Regions from separate parts of the Mus musculus genome. Here region 1 is linked to region 2. The links are chromatin contacts, called in public promoter capture Hi-C maps. All regions are on one chromosome and are shown on one strand. Each heading gives the region's core, a stretch centred on a gene start, on an enhancer-like site or on the middle of the called end of the contact. The rest is flanking DNA. Distances are from core to core; before and after follow the strand shown.

What was found. Promoter capture Hi-C pulls out the DNA fragments that hold promoters and counts their contacts.
Region 1: a promoter capture Hi-C map of cranial neural crest shows a contact between it and region 2. The contact joins the promoter of Rbm10 here to the promoter of Rbm3os in region 2. A contact is called at or near these places in 1 of 39 promoter capture datasets (cranial neural crest) and 1 of 484 Hi-C or Micro-C datasets (B cells).

Annotation. Positions count from the first base shown.
Region 1 is chrX:20,614,256-20,620,948 of GRCm38.p6, forward strand. Rbm10 (RNA binding motif protein 10) reads left to right here and starts at 3,248. Exons shown (of 24, transcript NM_145627.3): 1 at 3,248-3,796; 2 at 5,719-5,859. The coding sequence starts at 5,843. It overlaps Ndufb11 (NADH:ubiquinone oxidoreductase subunit B11), which reads right to left and starts at 3,364. Exons shown (of 3, transcript NM_019435.5): 1 at 2,805-3,364; 2 at 1,459-1,589; 3 at 1,071-1,287. The coding sequence starts at 3,005. The coding sequence ends at 1,164. It also overlaps the pseudogene Gm23628.
Region 2 is chrX:8,144,091-8,150,578 of GRCm38.p6, forward strand. It overlaps Rbm3os (RNA binding motif protein 3, opposite strand), which reads left to right and starts at 1,337. Exons shown (of 3, transcript NR_033561.1): 1 at 1,337-1,641; 2 at 2,402-2,528; 3 at 3,466-3,874. It overlaps Rbm3 (RNA binding motif (RNP1, RRM) protein 3), which reads right to left and starts at 1,790. Exons shown (of 7, transcript NM_001166410.2): 1 at 1,548-1,790; 2 at 865-982; 3 at 483-589. The coding sequence starts at 967.

The DNA.
Region 1 (6,693 bases), core at 1,998-4,497, about 12 Mb after region 2:
TGCAATGCAAGAGGAAGTGATCTTTCCAGCCAGAATACAAGGGCCTAGGGCCTGGATTTTAGGATTTAGTTGAAGTGTAACTTCTAGATTTTCGGATTTAAGTATAGCTAGAGTGAAAATTTCTCAAGGGCCAAGAGCTTGATGAAGTAGGGCTTGGGAAAATGGAAGACATTCATTTTTGATATATAAACCAGAAAGGCATAGATTGATGTCACTTATACAAGATGGAACATACCAATTTTTTAATGCTCCCCACCCCCCACCTACAATGAATGCACCATTCCTAATGGTCCTGTAATACCAGATTCAGGCATGGAGTGGACAGAGCAAGCTATTCCATCTCCCTGATAGTAAAAAAAAAAAATCATATATTTTCCTCACATAAAGGACATGTCAGATAGATATAGCACTTTATCTTAGCCAAAAGGCTGAGAAGTGTTGGTGGACCAAATGTTCCAGCACACACTATGCTGAGCACTGCTTTGCATAGAATATATCTGAACACATGTCCCTCTTGAGTTTTAGATCTTCTCCATCCAGAAGAGCCTCCCTCCAACATTTATAAGGCAGTGGTTCTCAATCTGTGGGGTGTGACCCCTTTAGCAACCTTCTACCTCCAAAAATATTTACATCACGATGATTCCTAACAGTAGCAAGGCTAAAGTTACAAAGTAGCAATGAGAATGACTTTATGGCTGGGGGTTCAGCACAACATAAGGAACTATATTGAAGGGTCTGAGCATTAGATAGGTTGAGAACCACTGCTTGAAGAAGCCCAGGTTACTGTACTGAACCCTGAAGTGCCAGACATCTTTTTTTGAAACCTTGACTATACAGACCAGATGTGCTTCTGATGGCTTTAGCCCTAGCTACTACTTAATAGCAACCACCTGAGATTCAAGGGGAGCCACATATCCTTGCTATGCAATCCACAGGGCCATGGGATACAGTACTAAGCCACCAAACCTTAGTGGTACACAGCAACAGACAAGAAAGGCAGCAGTGGCCCTTGAAAGCTTGTCACACACTCATATATCCTCTTCCATAACAAAAGCAGCAGTAACCAGTCATACTTTCAATTCCTTTAATAAGGTGTTCTGAGGAACCAGGTAAATAACAAGCAGCGGATGAGTAATGCTTCTTAGGCCCTGCTCGGTAAGCCATCAGTCATCTTCTGGTAACTGGATCTTGCTGGGATCGAAGTAGTTGGATTCCATGATGGGAAGGCCATTGACTTCTCGGTATTTCACAAGTCTCTCAGCTTCCCGGCGGGCCCACTCTTGCATCCTAAAAGCAACAAGTGGGTTATGATGTGAGGGAACCTTACTAGACAGAAGTTCCCAACTTTAGCACCCTATCCCCCACCAGTACAGGGTAAGAATTCTGGCCAGAGACTCCTCCAACCTCTACCTTTGCCTCTGCCCCTTCCCACTCAACTTTCTTAGAAAACCCCTATACCTGTAATCAGGCACATAAGCCACGAAGGTGGTCCCAAAGACCAGGACGATGGAAAAACCAAAGAAGAAGACAGCTCGCATATTCCAGACGTCCACCACAGGGTCACTATCATAACCATGAAAGTCAGGGTTCTGAGGAGAAGGAGAGGTCAATTAGGGCTTCTTGCTGCTCCATAAAGTTATATCCTGGCCTTGCATGACCTGGTCTCTAATCCGCCCTCCAATCTCTAACCAATCTCTTATCCCTGATTAAAATCCTTTCTCTACTTTTAGGATACGTGAAATTCCTTCCCACCACAGGGCTGTGACATTTGCTGCTCTCGAGGCCTAGAAAGCTCTTCTTCCAAATCTAATCACCACTGAATTCATCACCATCTCCCCATCCAAGATTTTGACTTTCTTTCCAAATGAATAATTGGCCTCACGTACTTGTTTGGGAGTGCTCACCCTGTCTGTTAAGTTTCATCCTTGGAAAGTGCTATTTATAAAGATTAAAAAAATGTTTGGATATTGGCAATTTCCTATGGGTCCACTTATTCTATAGGACCCTATAATAATTTAAGATCTTCAATCAGATGTTAATGTTGAATATACTAGGCCTTTTCAAAAACACAAACCTCACAATATCCTCAGTAGAGTGGAAATGGCAATAATAAACACCTTCTAATTTGGAGTACTTCTGAAGTAAGTGGTAAGAGCTGCAGTGACCATTCTGACTCATATGAAGCAGGTGTGTTTTTCTTAGCTTTCCTAGTACTTTTCTCACTTTACAAAGAAACCGAGGCACCAAGAGATTAAATTACTTGTCCAAGGTCATACAAGTGAATAATTTTCAACCCAAGATGTCTGACTCCAGAATCTCTGCTCTCCATAAAGCACAGGAATTCAGTCCTGAATGCAAATAATCAGCTCCATGACCTACTCAAGCTGTGATCTTGGGCTAGCAACTTGTGTTTTAGTATCCTCATCTATGTCACTGTAACAGTTACAGTGCCTACTTCAGTAACAGTTATAGTGCCTACTTCAAAATCACGCTACTTTAGAATTGAGATGAGTAAATAGATACAAAGTGTCTAGCACAGCCTGGCATTATGCACGTGTTACCTTAGAGTTTAGTATTACCCTAATTATAAAGTTTCTAACATGCTTTGGGTGCTGCCCTCTTTCAGTGTGATTTCTGACTGCAAATAAGGCAACGAAAGAGAAAAACAAGCTAGGCAAAATTTCTGAATATTCGAAGATTTTGTCCACTGCTCAAATCTCGGGCCGGAGAATGTCCGCTTTGACACTGGTTTCCCTGGTCCAGATTGGCCCCTACAGCGTCCCGTTTTCCCCCCTCCCTCTCACCTTCGCGTAGACGTTTTCGTCCTCGGGTTCTGGGTCCTCCTGCCACTGCATGGTCGGTTCTCGTTGCCGCTTTTTCTCCACACCGGATGGGGCGATTACAGCCCTGGAGGACTCCCAGCGAACGCGAGCAGCCGGGAGCCCTCTCATCGCCCCCGCTGCTGACAGGCAGCGACCATACAAGCTTAACAGTCGGGCCGCCATGACAGCTTGTACTGCGGAGTCCTGGGGGGCGGGGGGGGGGAGGGAGACGGAAATACAATGTGCGCAGCTGCGGTTGATCCCAGCGCGATTTTTGTCGCTCCGCCCTTACCTTGCTAAATAGATCCCCGGCCTAAGTTTGTTTACGAGTTCGGCGAGGTGCGGACTCTATTTTGCCTCCCACGCCGTGTCGCTACCGAATCAACGTTATCATTTCTGTTAGTCTGGGAGAGAGTTGTTTTTGAGAGGTCTGTTCATTTTCTTCGTAAGAAGAAAGCGGTGACATCTAGATGGCCCTGTAGGGAAAGAGGTGGAGCTTCTAGTTGTCTTTCAACTTCAAAGGACAGCAAGCTTCTAAAGAGCGGGCCTCTTAGGGGTAGCCAATAGCTACTCTTTTTTCTGGACTCCTGGGCCGTTCTCACAGGGAATGGGGAGGTAGCATATGCTTGCCAATCAGAGAATGCCAGGGCCAGCCAATGGTGACCGGCAACCAATCGTCAAGGCCGGCCAGAGCGCGCTCCCTTAGTAGGTGGATGGTGGTCGGATCGCCGGCTCTCTTCTCGTCGCCATTTTGTGTTGGTGACTGTGGCCGGCTAGGAGGAGGTGGCACCGAGTTTCCTTGGGAGGGCAACGCGTCGGTCGCGTCTCCCCTCCCCCTTTCCTCCTTTTTGCTCCCAGTCTTGGACTTGGTAGTTGCATGCATTGGCTCCCATTTGAACTAACAGTTCTGAAGGAGGTGGTGGCGGGCGGAGGTGATGCCTGGGAGCCCTCCCTTGACAGCCCGGGCCGAGAAGGTGAGCGCCGTTGCGGGTCGTGGGATCGGAGGTAAAGGAGCTGGGCGCGTGGGAGGGGGAGAGGGCCGGTGTGCATAGAAGAGGCGCGGGGACGGACTGTACCCTCGGAGTTCGCACAGAGCTGAGGGATGCCTGCACAGCCTGCACCTGAAGAGGGGGTATGGTCCCCCACCCCAGCTTTTTTCTTATGAAAGCAAAAGCGCGTGCGCGATTGGGACGCGGGATGGGTGCACGCGGGTTGGGGGAAGGGAGAGACAGATGGGAGTGGGGTACTGTGACTTACTGTATTTGCCCACCGAACTTTTTATCTTTTGAAACGCGCGTGTTTGCGACTTTGCGGGGGGTGTTCTTAGAGGAGGGTTGTGCTGACTGCCCTTGTTACTTAACTATCCACGGGGAAATACTCTGGCTGCGGCCTCTATTCATTTATGTGGTGGGAATGAGGGTGACAAGCGCGGAGAAAGAAAGTGAATATGGTTTTTATCCTTGGGGTCTGTATCTGACCTCTGATCCTTATCAGGAAGCAGGCTTGTTACTGATCGACCCCAACTTAGTTAGTTTGGGGAGGGGGTGCAGAGAATATATATATCCGGCGTTTCTTCTTTTGGGAGTTGTATCTGTAACAGTGAGGTCTATATATTCAAAGGGAAATCCGTTTAATTGTGTCTCTTATAGGTATCCTGTGATCCTGGCCCTTGGCTATTTTGGGGGCTTGTCTGTAACTTTGTTTCTTTTCTGTGCTGTGTATGCAACAAAATTAGACTCATTCTTTTGCCATTGAGCATTTTGTGTCAGGTTCTCATCCACTGGGGTTCCTGCCTGTGATTCTTTTCCCCATCTGGGGGAAGTTAACTGATCCTTGAGTTGGAAGAGAAAATAGGTACTTAAGAGAAAAGGTGTTGTGGCAACCTACCGTTGGGCAAGTACTATACCCGCCTAGCTTTACTTGGTTCCTGTACAAATGGGTGGCAGCTAAAGATTCAGGGGTAATTTTGATCTCTGGTTGGGTCATGACACTCTCAGATCTTGTACTTCTCAAGGCAGTCCCAAAAGTTGGATGAAGTAGCTGTCCCTGTCACTCAGTAGAACAAGATGTTTTGGAACCACTTGGGAAAGAGGCCCCTTTTGCCTCTGGAAAGCTTAGCCTAAGCTCCCTGGGGAGAGATTCACCTGGGGACCTGGCTGCACATTAGGGCGGAACTACTTGCTGTGTTGAGGATCAGAGCTGTGTTGGCCAAAAAGCCCAGGGAGGTGGCAGCTGTCTTGTTGCCATGTTAGCCGCCTCCCCCCTCCAAAAGCCTTTCAGGGTTTCTGACTGCCTTGTTGGGGGTATAGTTGGCATCTTGTTGGGAGGTTGAAATAATACCCTGACCCATGGAAAGGAGTCTGAGATTCCTTCTGTTGTGAAGTCTTTTGCTACTGTATTGTCTTTTGGAGTTTTGCTAGTTTTTGTGATGGGACCTCAGGGCCTTGAATGTGCTGGGCAAGTGTTCTACCCTCAACTATACCCCATCCAATTATTGTAAAAGTCTTATTTTTGTGACTAATGTGCCTAATCTAGGCAAATCATTTAGCACTTGCCCTTCCCTTCCCAGCAACCAGCCATGGGCTTACATTTGTCTACCAGTCTAAGAATGCAAAACCTTGGTCATAAATAGCCTGTGGCCCCACCAAATCTTTATGAGATATCTTTGTTTGATGAGGGCTTTGCTATTTTCTAGGGTAGTGGAATATGGGGGAAGAAAAGGAGAGAGAGCCAAGTAGGGGTTGTCTTCCTGAACTGTTGCACGGAAGCACGAGGAAATGGAAAACAATGTCCTTGGGTTATAGGACAGTAGGGAATCTTGACAATGACTGTCTCCTCAAGGAGGCCCTCTCTGCTCCAACTGCCTTGACCCCTTTCTTCCTTCCATTCTCTGTAGAGTCTCTGCAGGAGGTATCACCCAGACGGGCAGATCATGCTGGCAGCAACAGGGGTGGCTGAGAAGTGAAAGGAGCCAGCTACTGAGGAGGGGCCCCAGCAGCCCCTAAAACTCCTATCAGGACATGGAGTATGAAAGACGGTGAGTTATCCCCTCCCTCCCCTCCCAGTGTGAGCACTGGTTTAGGATGAAGGGCGCTCTAGGCAGGAGAAACAACACAGCAAAGAAATGGACTCTTTTCAGCACATGTGCATCTGTGCTCTGAGAATGCACAGGTGAATGACACAATGACTGTAGGTCTCCCCTGTAAGAGACTGTCTTGCTATGTATAGCATTACATGGAAGAGCACATAGTTTACAGGTGATACCAAACAGCCTGATGAGTACCATGACTGGACGTGAAGGTGGGGTTTTTGTTAATATGGGTGTGGAGGCCAGAGAGTGGTGCCAGGTGTCCACCCAATTGCTCCTCCATCTTAGTTTTTGAGACTGGGTCTTTCATTGAACCCAGAGCTCACAGATTTAGCTATACTGGCTGGCCAGCAAGCCTGAGGGAGTCTCTTTTTTTCTACCTCTTCATCACTGGGATTGAAGGCATGTGCTACACCTGGTGTTTTTATATGGACACTGGATAATCAAGCTTATGCCCTCATATACCACAAGAAGTTTACTGATTAAGGCATCTTCCAGGCCTGCTTTTCTTTTTTTTTTTTTTTTTTGTCTTGAGACAGTTTCTCTTTATAGTCCATACTGGCCAACTTGTGGTTTTCCTAAGACCTGGGGTGACAGGTGTTCCACCACACCCAGTTTATACACAAAGTGCTTTGGTTTGGTTTTGAGATGGATCTTGTTCTGTTAACTAAGTTGGTCTCAAAATCTTGAGCTCCAGTTCTACTTCATCTTCCTTAGTAGCTGAGAAAACGGGGTGTGACATCTCATGGTATATATAGTTTTGTTTTGCTTTTCAGCTAGTTG
Region 2 (6,488 bases), core at 87-2,586:
TCCGCTGACCAGAATGGCTTCACCAGGAGCTATGGAATCCCACAAAAAGACCTGAATCCACCGGTCTCCCCTGCTACTACTTACATCTTGACTGAACTCAGGCTGACGTATCCTCCCCACTCCTCTAAGCTGCCCGACTATTAGGGCTAGACACCTCTCTCGGTCTGAGGCTTCAGAGTCCATCCCAGCAGACTCACGAGGTCCTCTCCGGTCCTCTGCCAGGCCCACAGCTCTGCAGACTCTACTACCTAAGCCCAGAGCAGGTCAACCATCCACAGGTGGCTTCTCCGCCTCATGCAGGACCAGTCGTCGCCTCCCAGGCAGCCCGGCTCTGTCTGCCGCTGCCCTCCACCCCCTAGAACAGAAGGCAGTCATGCTCCTGTGAGTGGCCACGCTGCCCCTGGCAGACATAGAGGGAAAACAGAAAGAACGAAGAAAGTGGCAGACAGGGAGACGGCCCCTGTGCAGGCAGGAGGCCTCACCTCTCCATTCATAGCTCTCATCGCATCTGAGGCATGCTCTGGGTTTGTGAAGGTGATGAAGCCAAAACCCCGGGATCTTTGAGTCTCCCGGTCCTTGACAACAACCACTGGGGGAGGGGCAGAAAGACAAATGTTAGAACCCTAACATCTAAGTAGAAAGTAATAGCCAGGCACAGCCACAGATCAAATAGCACTTGGGAGAATTAGGACCCCGCCAACCCCCCCGCTCCTGTTTAAAAAAAAAAAAATCCTGTATCCAACTGAATTTATTTCAGCCTAACCGTTACCGTACAGACATGGAAGTTAAAGAGAATTTCAGGTTTTAGTTCTAGACTAGCTCTTCTCCACCAACCCTCAACCCCGGGGCTGGTCCATGGCTCACCCTCAGAGATAGGCCCAAAGCTGCTGAAGTGGTCTTCAAGTGCCTGTTCATCGGTGTTGAAGTTGAGCCCTCCTACGAAGAGTTTCCCTTCTTCAGACGACATGGCAGAAGGCAAGTCCTAAAGGGAGTGCACGAATTATTGGGGAGTCAATGTGGCAGGTAGTGAGGTGTACAATATCCGGATACAGAGAATTACAGCGAAGACAGAAAATGGGTTAAAAGAGACAATTCAAATGGCAAGAGGCTCGGGAGCAGAAAAGGCGGGAACCAGCAAGGCTGGGTGAGCCCATCCGCCATTTGATGACTCCTATCGCGCATGCCCACAACATCCCAGGCTGCCACGCCCGTCATTTTGTACGGTCGCGCAGGCCTACAGCAGCATTGCATTTCCTCTTTCCCCGCAGAACAAGATGGCGGCGGTCACGTGGGAAGGGACAGCCGGTACAGGTTGGCGCGTGGTCCCCGCCGCCGCCCGAGCCCGTGCCTTCCGGCATTTCTCCCGTTCCGATGCAGCACGCCCGCCTCACAATGAATACATTTTTGCCTTCGAGCCTGGGACTAACCCTCCTCAAAGCTCAAGCCCACATATCAGCGGCCACAACTCTTCCTGCCCTCGTCCCTCGCCCATAGAGGGCAAGGAAGTGAGGTGGGGAACGAGCGCTGAGCAAGGCGAAGGCGCTTACCTGGAAATTAAAAGTCAGAGGACGGCAGAGACGACGAGCTCGAAGGAACCGGGAGAACAGAGAGACTGCGGCGCGGGAAGACGCCTGATAAAGCGTGCGTAGCCGAGACGTCACACAACGTCCCCCAGCGCGCCCTGGCGTGCGTGCTCATTGGTTGAGGCCAGCGGGGGGGGGGGGTTGGGAAGAGGACGAGGAAGGCGGAGGCAGCAATTTGCCTCGCCGCTTCCGGGAATCGAGAGGAGCTTTATGAGTTCAGTGCGTTCTCCTATAAGCATCTCCTTTCTGCCCGAGAGACTGGCCCCCTTTCCATCTCAAACGGTTGGATCCATAGAGCCTTTTCCTCCCTGACGTCATTTTCAGTGTTTTTGACGTCATCTCTCCCTTTCCATAGGAAGTCCTAACTGACAGTAGGTCGGTGCCAGCGAACTGCCGTCCTCAGAAACCAATCTTTTCTTTTTAGACCTTTAACTGCATATCCCTTAAGGCCCCGAGGCCTTCAGAGTTCTTCCTGTCAAACCTTACATTTCCGAATGCTTAGCCCCTCCTCCTAACATATAGCTGTGTGTTAGCGGACTCCTTCCCTTGGTGTCATCCTCTGACTTAAGTTTGCATCCTTATCTGACAGTCTCTTTACGCCTGATAATGCGTTCAGCAAGCCAGGTAGCCTAGCTTCAAAGGATGCAAATCTCAATCCACTAAACGAATTTTACTCTCTATTCGGGATACTGGGTCTTGATCGAAAGGATGAACTTTTGCAGTACATAATGAAATCCATAGCAAGTAGTGTCTAAGTCCACTGCCTGACGATGTGATCTTTCCCAGCCTTCAGTGCCTAATAACTTGTTTGCCTCCAGGAACTCTACATTGTTGACTCCTAGAATAAATTTGTTCAACATTGTAAAGGCCTGCCTCCCACTCCTCCACCAACCCCACCACAAATCGATTTGCTACCCTTTGGATGCCATTCATCTGTAATTCCTGGTAAGCTTATTCCCACATTTCTCAGTGATTTTCATGGATTTTTATTAAATTTGTAAGTAGTTATCTTTAGTTGAATACTTTTTGTTGTTCTAATATTTCTCACCCTGTGGTCTGTCCCTCACTGTATGCTCAGGTCACCCTGGAACTCATAAAACTTTTGCCTCAGCCTCTTCAGTGCTGGGATCATCACCACAACCAGCGTGTCTGTACTTTTAAAGAAATCCTCCCTGCCCAGGTCCCAAAGATACTCTTCTGCAGCTTATTACGTTAGCTGTATACTTTTGCTTTTAGTTTAAGGTCCTCAGTCCTTCTATAGGGTTCAGCTCAGTGGCAGAGTGCCTTCCTAGTATGTGCAAGTCCCTTGGCTTATATCCCAACAAAGAGAGAGAGCTGTGTCTGCTTTTACTGTGCCATTGAACCAGATGCCTCATCACCATCTATCAGAAAACTGAGGCAGGGTTGTGAATTGGAGCTTTAACAAGTTCCAGGCTAACTTTAGCTAGCCTATGGTGAGACCCCGTATTCAAATAAGCAAACAAAAATTGGATGATTTTTGAAATTGCATTTAATGTAGAGTTGAGAATAACGTCATATTACGTGAGGGTTTAAGGTATGTGCACACTGATACTGTTCCCATTAAGATCTGGCACTTTAGTTGGGTATGATAACTTAGACCAGAAATCCTAGCACTTGGGGAGCCTGGAGCAGTAGGTTCTTGCATTTAAGGCCAGCCTGGGCTACCTAATTAGTTACACCCATCTGCCAAACTCCCAAGAAAAACGCCAGACAAAAGAATTGGAGCCTAGTTCTCTTGCCCCTTGAGTATGGACTGGACTTAGGGGAGCAATTATAATGTGCAAAATAATTGAAGCACAAGTCAGAGTGTGTCGTGACTGGGTCGCTGAAAGGCACTTTGGTTTTCTGTTCTCTCATGCAGGCTGAGCTTTCTGTGACATGTTTGCTGGTTTATCAAGAGCAGTCCTAAAGAGGGGACTAAAGTGACACGGAACTGTGATATACTGCCAAGAGGTACAGGAACAGGCCTTCCTAGAAGTGGATCCACACCTACACTACTGTGTAGGCTGACACCTGGATGGATGGTATATGAATGCTATGAATCAGAGTCACCTAGCTAGGCCAATCCCAGAACCCCGACCGTCTAAAACCACAGATGTTTGTTTTGTCTTGAGACTGTGTAACTCAATTTGTGAATTGGTGCTTAGTTCCCTTGCCCCTTGAGCCTCACACAGGCTCGAACTTAATGCATGCAGCAGCATGCCTGATATACTCATTAAGCTTTGTGCTAATTTGATATCAATAGATACCTAATACATCTTCCCAGCAAAGAGCATGAAATATCTTTATTTACATCACACACACACACACACACACACACACACACACACACACACACAGAGCAAGTGTAGGGAAGGGAGGGAGACAGGGTCTCTATGTAGACAGGGTCTGTATGTATTCTAGGTTGGCCTGGACCTCACCGCATAGCCCAGGATAGCTTCACACTCTCAATCCTCCTACCTAGCACTACAGATGTGCATCACTGTGACTAACTTTATCTATTTATTTGAAAATGGGATATTGCTAAGTCCCCTAAGAGGGCTCAAACTCCTGGGCTCAAGTCATCCTGCTTCAGCTTCTGGAGAGGTGAGACTAAAGATAACTATCGACTAATTTTGGTTTTGTTTGTTTGTCTGTTTTTGTAGATAAGTGTCTTACTATATAGCCTGGCTGGCTAGGAATTTGCTATATAGACTAGGCTGGCCTCTAACTTACAGAGATCTGCCTGCCTTTACCAAGTGTTAAGATTAAAGATATGTGCTACCATACCCAGCTAGACAAATGCTTAGCTACACCCACAGCCTTTAATATTGATACTCCTGAGTTTACCAAGGCCTTTTTTGTGCCCTAACAGTATGTAATTTTGTAACTGCTAATATAAAAGGTGTTTTTCTCACTTATGTTGGAAGATTAGATAGACACCGTGTTAGCTGTTCTTTTGTCAACATGACACAAGCGGGGCATCTGGGCAAAGGGAACCCCACGTGAGAAAATGTTTCGCTTAGATTGACCTGTAGGCAAGCCTGTGGGGGCATTTTCTTGAAAAAAAAAATGATTGATGTAGGAAGACACAGCCTACTGTGGCCAGTGCCATCCCTGGGCAGAAGGTCCTAGGTTATAGAAGAAAGCAGGCTAAACAAGCAGCTGCTGCGATGGTTATTCTTGGTTGACAACTTGACCACATCTGGAATTAACTAAAATCCAAAAATAGCGGGCACACCAGTGGGGATTTTTTTTTTCCTAATGTGAAGTAGAAAGATCCACTTCTAATCTAGATGTTGAGGCCAGAAGACACATGGCTTTAACCTGGGTCTTAAGGTGAGAAGACATCCTAATAATCCGGCCATGCCGTGTGCTGGAAGCCTGTATAAGGACAAGGAAGGAGATTCTTAGCTTGCTTGCTCTCACCTTGCTAGCAAGTCCATTCCTTCACATTAGAGCATACTTCTTCAGGATTCCAGAACATACCAAATACTAACTGGCTAAGACAACTACTGAATTCTTGAACTTTCTGTTTGCAGCCATTGTCCAGCTATTGGATTAGCTGGACTGCAGCCTGTAAATCATTCTAATATCCCCTTCTCCATATATATATATTCATATTCATTCATTCTACAAGTTTTGTTACTCAAGAACTCTGACTGGTACAGCATCTTCCTCCATGGACGCTCTGCTTCTGCCTTCAGGTTCCTGCTCTGACTTTCCTTCATGATGAAAGGTAGAAGGTGAACTAAACCCTTTCCTCCCCAAATTGCTTTTGGCCATGGTCTTTATCAGTAGCAATAGAAAGCACAAATTAAGACAGAAATGATATTACACACACACACTACATACATATATAAACTCACCAGCTTAAATGTGTTTGGCAGCCATCCCTTTCTTTGCAGACTGTATGAATCCTTTGTATCCTTTGTAACCTCTTGTGTGTATGTGTGAGATGCACATGTTGACATCAGAGGACAACTTTCAGCAAGTCTGTTCTCTTGGACCATGTGGGTCTTGGGGACAGAACTCCGGTTCTCAGGCTTGGCAGCAAGTGCCTTTATCCACTGAACCATATCACCACCCCATCTTCTACCCCTGCACCACTTTTTAAGACAGGATCTGCTTAACTTGCTCAAGCTGTCTTCAACTGTGAGATACTTTTGTCTCAATCTCCCCAGTGGTATGCTGGCCAGGCAGTGGTGGCTCACACCTTTAATCCCAGCACTTGGGAGGCACAGGCAGGTAGATTTCTGAGTTCGAGGCCAGCCTGGTCTACAGAGTGAGTTCCAGGACAGCCAGGGCTACACAGAGAAACCCTGTCTCGGAAAACCAAAAAAAAAAAAAACAAAAAAAAACAAAACAAAAAAAAACAAAAACAAAAAACAAACAAACAAAAAAGTGTATGCTGCTATGCCTAGTTTAGACTTTAAAAAATTGCAGTTATGATTATTTGGGATTTTTCTAAAATTTAAGTGTATGGATGTTGTGCCTGTGTGTATATCTGTGCATAATATGCCTGGTGTCCCTGGAAACCAGAAGAGGTCAGATCCCCTGGGACTGCAGTTATAGATGGTTGTGAGCTGACATTTGGGTCCTGGAGATTGAACTGAGGCCCTCTGGAAGAGCAGCCAGTGTTTTAAACCACTGAGTTATCTCTCTAGCTAACTACTATTATATCAGGACTTAGTCCTAATATTTCATTTTAATTTCCATTTTCTGTACTTATATAACTCAGTTGGTAGAATGTCTGTATATCATGTATAAAATCCTGCATCTAGTCCCTAGCACTGCAAATTCTGGTGGTGGTCCAGACCTGTGATCCTAGCAGCTTGCTTGCCAGCTACAGGAGGTAAAGGCGCACACATACACACGAGGACACACACACTGTAATTTCTGTCT